Linked DNA regions of Zea mays: region 1 is linked to region 2. A link is a contact called in public Hi-C data. All regions are on one chromosome and are shown on one strand. The core of a region is the stretch at or near the end of the contact, and the rest is flanking DNA. Distances in the headings are between cores, read along the strand shown. Region 1 holds the start of LOC100304216. Region 2 holds the start of LOC100280893 (chemocyanin).

The links. Hi-C and Micro-C count contacts between places; a contact is called where the count stands out from the background.
Region 1: a Hi-C map of ear shows a contact between it and region 2, with 2.4 times the contacts expected there. The contact joins the promoter of LOC100304216 here to the promoter of LOC100280893 in region 2. A contact is called at or near these places in 2 of 25 Hi-C or Micro-C datasets (ear and leaf).

The regions. Positions count from the first base shown.
Region 1 is chr5:12,223,787-12,226,802 of Zm-B73-REFERENCE-NAM-5.0, forward strand. LOC100304216 reads right to left here and starts at 1,564. Exons shown (of 9, transcript NM_001165666.1): 1 at 1,308-1,564; 2 at 1,148-1,217. The coding sequence starts at 1,358.
Region 2 is chr5:11,995,983-11,998,820 of Zm-B73-REFERENCE-NAM-5.0, forward strand. LOC100280893 (chemocyanin) reads left to right here and starts at 1,555. Exons shown (of 2, transcript NM_001153813.1): 1 at 1,555-1,796; 2 at 1,904-2,341. The coding sequence starts at 1,598. The coding sequence ends at 2,103.

The sequences.
Region 1 (3,016 bases), core at 314-2,813, 230 kb after region 2:
TGACCTCATGTAAGATTTTACAGACTGGTGCAGAGATTGAAAAGTTTATCAGTATTCAGATCGCTGGTTCATAAGGCATGGATGCCTTGTAACTTTGTAAGAATGAGGGACAGTTTGCATGTAAGCTCAGCATATAATTATCTTATAACAGACAAGGAGGCTATCTGGTTCAATGCCTACCAGGCATCGATCTTGTTCCCAAACACCCAAAATCGAATAGGGAGTTCCCTGCACCAGACAAACCTTGCCTAGGGAGTAACCGAACAAGCCTGCAAGAGGATTCCCAAAAACAAGCGAGAAAACAACTTCCCCAATCCCCAATTGTAAAACGTTTTCTTCTTTCTAGAAAGGTTGTTTTGACAATGTATCTTGACATAAGGGCATGTACAACCCGGAGACACAAGTTCAGTTTTCCAAGTATAAGAGACGACTAAAAGATTACATGGTACAACCCTGACACCTTAGATCATCAATGCAGATAAGAGACAACGTGTATGGAAAGTCATGAAGATACGGGCTCTTCGCTCTTGTATTTTTTCACTTAAGCCCTTAGAGACCCCATATTAAATGGGGTTGTACATGCCCTAATGTATGCTATATAAGTCATCGTCTTGTAATTTGGAATTGGATGAGTATAATACAGTTCAGGGGATAGGTTGGGTTTTTGGAGGCTTGGAGCAACAACTGCCACACAAACTGAGTCAAAGAAGTTAATAACCAATTTCACTAACCGTTATCTAAACTAAACTCTGGGGGGGAAATAACAAGGACAAGAATTTATCCTCTAAGCATCAGCAGGAATGAACGGTGTTTGGTTTATGGAATGAAGTGGTCCATCATCATCTCACTCTTTAGTTTTTTATGGAATAAAATGAGTTGATCTATCACCAGCTCGTTCCTTACGAGTTAATAACTAGTAGTAGTATGAGAAATAAGGACATTTCATTAAATTTAACAAATTAACTCACGATGCTTCAACTTGTCTAGAATGAAAATGGGTCGATTTCCCAAACTAAACACTCCGTAAATTCACATTCACTACTGGAATTCTGTTAGCAATTGCGCCCTACTAGTACAACTATACAAGGGACAGTCATGGCAACCCATTACCCATTCCAGTATCAAGAGCGGCTGAGTCAGTTTTTACCTGCGAAATCGGTGACCTTATCGAACCGGAGGAGAGCTGTGATGATGAAGAACAGCAGCTGGTACCCCACCTACCGGAAGCACAGAGAACGTAACAAGGGATCAAAACTCGAAGCCTTACTGAGAACCGGGAGAAGGGAGGAGGGGAACGGGGCACTTACAGTAACGATGGCGGTGAGCGCCAGGAAGTGCGAATCGAGCACGGTGCCCATCGCCCCGGTAGCTCTGTTTCTCCTCCCAACTCCCTCCCTGCAGCTCGTGCTAACGGAGGTGTTAATTGCGAGGAGAGCTGTAGGGAGCGAGTATTTAGCAGGGCGGGTTTGGTCGACGGCAGATGTGGAGCCGGAGGAGCCCGGTGGGAGTGGCAGTCATCCTCACCCCGGGCGGCCGGGCGAGCTTGTGGCCAGCATCGAAACAGGGAGGCCAGTGTTGGACTGGACCAGCCTGTGCGACCGCGAATACTTGCGGCGCGGGCTATGCGAATGCTTGGCCCAAAGCGAGAGGCACACGGAGGAAAAGGTCGTCTCGTTCGTACAGGAGACAATTCCTGGGTTGATTTGGTGACAAGGGAATCCCGGGAGGATTGTAGTGGATTGAGAGGGAAATGAATTAATTTCCTCCTCAATCCCCTCCAATCCTTCCGAGATCCCAGATCACCAAATTAGCCCTTAGGTTTTTCATTTGATGGTATTGAGTTGGATTAAATAGTATTGAGTTAGTTTAAATCTATAGCAAATCAAAATTCATTTCAATCCATTCTAATATACTTCAATCCACACAGAATTTGAATAGCCGAATAAGCCATTATTTGGATTTGACACCGGTATAAGTTGGTTTAGTGATATGAGAATTGGAATGACCTATAAAGGAAATAAATCCATTACTATTCTTAGGCCTAATTTTTTGTTAATTTCTTGGACCTTAAAATATAAACTTTTTTATTTGGTTTTAGATATAAATCTCTACTATATTAAAGCATCAGTTCCAACGGTCGTCTCGCGTCAATATTTTTCAAAAAAATACTCTACCTTTCTTTAGAATCAACTCGTACTCCTATGTTTTTTTCTCTACTACTAGGAAAGTTTATGTAAAAAATAAGATGAAATTATGTATAAAGTGAGTGTTTGAACATTAGTTGTTGGTTCCATATTCACACCCACCTAACCAATAGAAAATGTATATTTTGTGTTTTACTAAAATAAAATTTATCTTATTATATATATATAAAAGCGTAGTAATGCACGAGTATATGACTAGTTTGGTTCTCTATATAAGACCTTTGAAGGTGGTAACTTTCACGTGAAAGTCATTTTTACCCTTATTAAATATTTATCTAAATATTTTTTGTATAAACACTTACAATAAAAAATGATAATATAATAATTATGTATGTATGGATACTTCGAATAATTAATTACAGGACTACTGGAGACCTGCAACCGTATCGTATGCATATGAGCAGCCATATGCACATATGTGCGATCCTAACTCTTCGATGTATATCTGACGGTCGACACAATTTTTACAAATTGTGATGCGAGTTTCTTTTGCAAATACCCCTACTTCCCTTCTTCCCCACACAAGAGCACGACAACAACTGTGGAGAGTTTTGGGCATGGCCTGCTTCCTCGTTGGGCGTCACGTGCATGCTCGTCGGTCGCCACTGTGGAGAGTTTTGGGCACGGCCTTCTTCCCCACGTCGAAGTTGTACGACCAGCCAGGATCTTTCTACGAGAAGCTAACGGATGTGCAAGGAAGTGGAAGGGGGGTAAGGATAGCTAGGGGAGGGTTAAAGTGTTAATAATTGCAGCGACCATCGGATTAATGTTTAAGGGCCAGATCCCACGTGTGCATATGTGCACAGAGCTGT
Region 2 (2,838 bases), core at 305-2,804:
GACGACAACGATCTTCCCGAGAGGCAGCGCCTGCCCAGATCCACCGGAAGGAGGGAAAGGGGCCGCCGCTGCTGTCATCGTGGGCCGCACGGGCTTCCGGTGCTCAGGCGGCGGCTGGGGTTCGCTCGGGTCGCCTAGCACAGGGACGGCCGAGCGCAAGGATACACATGTGTGTGTTCTACGTTGTGTAAAAACCACATACCTCTGCTTTATTATGGCTACTTCCTTATATAATAAAACAATCCCATCTCGTCCAAACAGATCGTTTGATTTGAATTGCCAAAACATGTATCGTCTCTCTAAAAAAACGTGTAATTACTGCAATAACTTGCATACCAACATAACATTAGTAGACTCATTTTCATTATTGCGCAAACAATTGGCAACAGATCAAATCTCTTCTCGATATTTTCTTTTTCTTTTTACCATCATTAATTGCATACTCCTCTATGATATGAGCATATACCATAAGATCTAACTAGAGGCATACAGTGAAAAAAAAACTTCCAATATATGGACAAAATAAACAAACCATCTCCTGGCTCGGGTTGCTATCTGGATGCCGCTAAAATACCCCCAAGTCGCTAAATTTACTTCCAGCGTCCTTGCACTAGTGTCTAGTGTGGCACCACGGGGGTGCATCATCGGCCGCATAATCTGAAGAATGTCGCGCTTTGGTCCGTTCCGTCCATTTCAGTTTCAGGTTGCCCAGCCTCCTTTCTCCCGAACCAGATTCATTGATGATCCTGTCCGCCACCACTGACGAGGGCGCGTAGGTTTGCTGCTCGTCAAGGTGGCCCGCCTATCTGGAGTTATGGACAGAGTCAGGTGCACATGGATCAAGCAAGCTAGTGTGGTGTAGTACACTACTGTATGAAGAATTGAAGACTCGTTTGTTCCACTTGCACCGCACGGGTCTAGGTCTAGCTAGCTCCCGCACACCTGCGTTTGCTTGCTTTATGGTGCGGCGGGACAGCTAGAACAGACGTCGATCTCCTGACGTTCTCTCTCGTCCTTTCAATTTTGAAGGATAATTAAGAAAAACACTGTCTCAACTCTTGAACCTAAATCAAATAAACTTATTTGAGATCGTTCTATCTCATTCTATCTCGTCATTGTAACCAAACACATCCTTAAATCCTGTGCCAGGCCAGTCCATCCTCCCGTCCGCGGCGAGGGTCAGGGCGCTCACCAGTCACCCACCAACGGGAACTGCTGAAGAACGCGGACTGCAATAAACGCAACAAGAAAGTTTTTCCAAGGCTTGTGGCTCCCCACCCCCGTCCTCTCTCGTCCTCGTTGGTCAGTGGGTGGGGGTGGCTATGGCTTGCTTCCTCGCTCGCAGCTCGATCGGTGTCACTGTGGGGCTAGCTAACTAACTATGTACTCCTATTCAGTAGCGTTAGTTCACACGGCGTAAGCGCTTGCTTGTCCCTGGGCCATTTGACCGTGCCATGGCCACTATATACGCTAGAAACGAGAGTTTGGTTATCGTCGTGTGCAGGGGTACTTGGGTTCGCCTATAAAAAGCGGTTCTTGGTGCGCTCTACAGCTCACTTCTAGAGTTTAGCTATAGCCTCACTGCTAGAGCGCCGCCATGGCTCAGGTAAGGGGCAGTGCTCGTGGCACTGGCAGTGGCAGCAGCGCCGCCGCGCTGGCGCTGGTCCTCCTGTGCGCGCTCCTCCGCGGCGAGTTCGCCGAGTCGGCGGTGTACACGGTCGGCGACCGCGGCGGGTGGAGCTTCAACACCGCCAGCTGGCCCAACGGCAAGCGTTTCCGCGCCGGCGACGTCCTCGGTGACCAGTGATGCATCCCATTTTCCATGGATGGCTGCGTACGTAGCCCAGCTTAATCTGACCCTCTGATGGTGTGCACGCGCGCGCGCGTTCATGGCTTCATGCAGTGTTCAGGTACGACGCCAGGGCGCACAACGTGGTGCCCGTGAGCGCGGCGGGGTACAGCTCGTGCAGCGCGCCCGAGGGCGCCAGGGCGCTCGCCACCGGGAACGACCGCGTCACGCTGAGGCGCGGCGCCAACTACTTCATCTGCAGCTTCCCAGGCCACTGCCAGGCCGGCATGAAGGTCGCCGTCACCGCCGCCTAGGCACTGCAGGGCGGCCAATCAGCCGGCGGAGAGCGCCGCGCTCACGGAGTAGTAAAGCACGTAGCTAATTAGACGGTGCTGCCCTTGTTGTTCAATAATATCGTCTGTCGTCCCGTACTTCATAACCTGCGCGGCGTGTTAGTAGTTGTTTGGTGGTGTTTGGCGACTGGCACTATAAAGAAGGGTCAGATCGAGTGATGTACTTGCTACCAATAAAGGTATACGGTTTGTGTGTTCACTCGATGTTATATATACGTCGCCCTATTCCAAACCTATAGAGAGCTAATGGCTAATAAGTTGTAAGTTAGGTTGAGAAGTATAATTAATAATTAGCTAGTCCAACGACTGACCCATTCAGTCATTCTAAAATTCTCAGCTAAATTTAGTGTCTAACTATTAAATTTAGAGGTTTAGAACAAGATCTAAGTGGTGCTTGTTTAAGCTCTACAAAACAAAAATAAAAAATTACGATTCCAATGTTGGGTGCGAGGATGACGTTGAATTGTAAACACAACCTCAGACTATCCATAACGGTTCCCTCTACGTCATCCCTATATACCTAATTTTTTCTCTATCCTCTAAAGATTCCATCCCCTGAATCATGTTTCTTGTGGGATCCTGTTTTATCCGAGTTGAACCCTATTTATTCCACATTTAAAAAACCCTATTTATTCCACATTTAAAAAAAATGCGGGATGGACCCAATATATATTAGTGTATTAGCTAAAGCCGTAT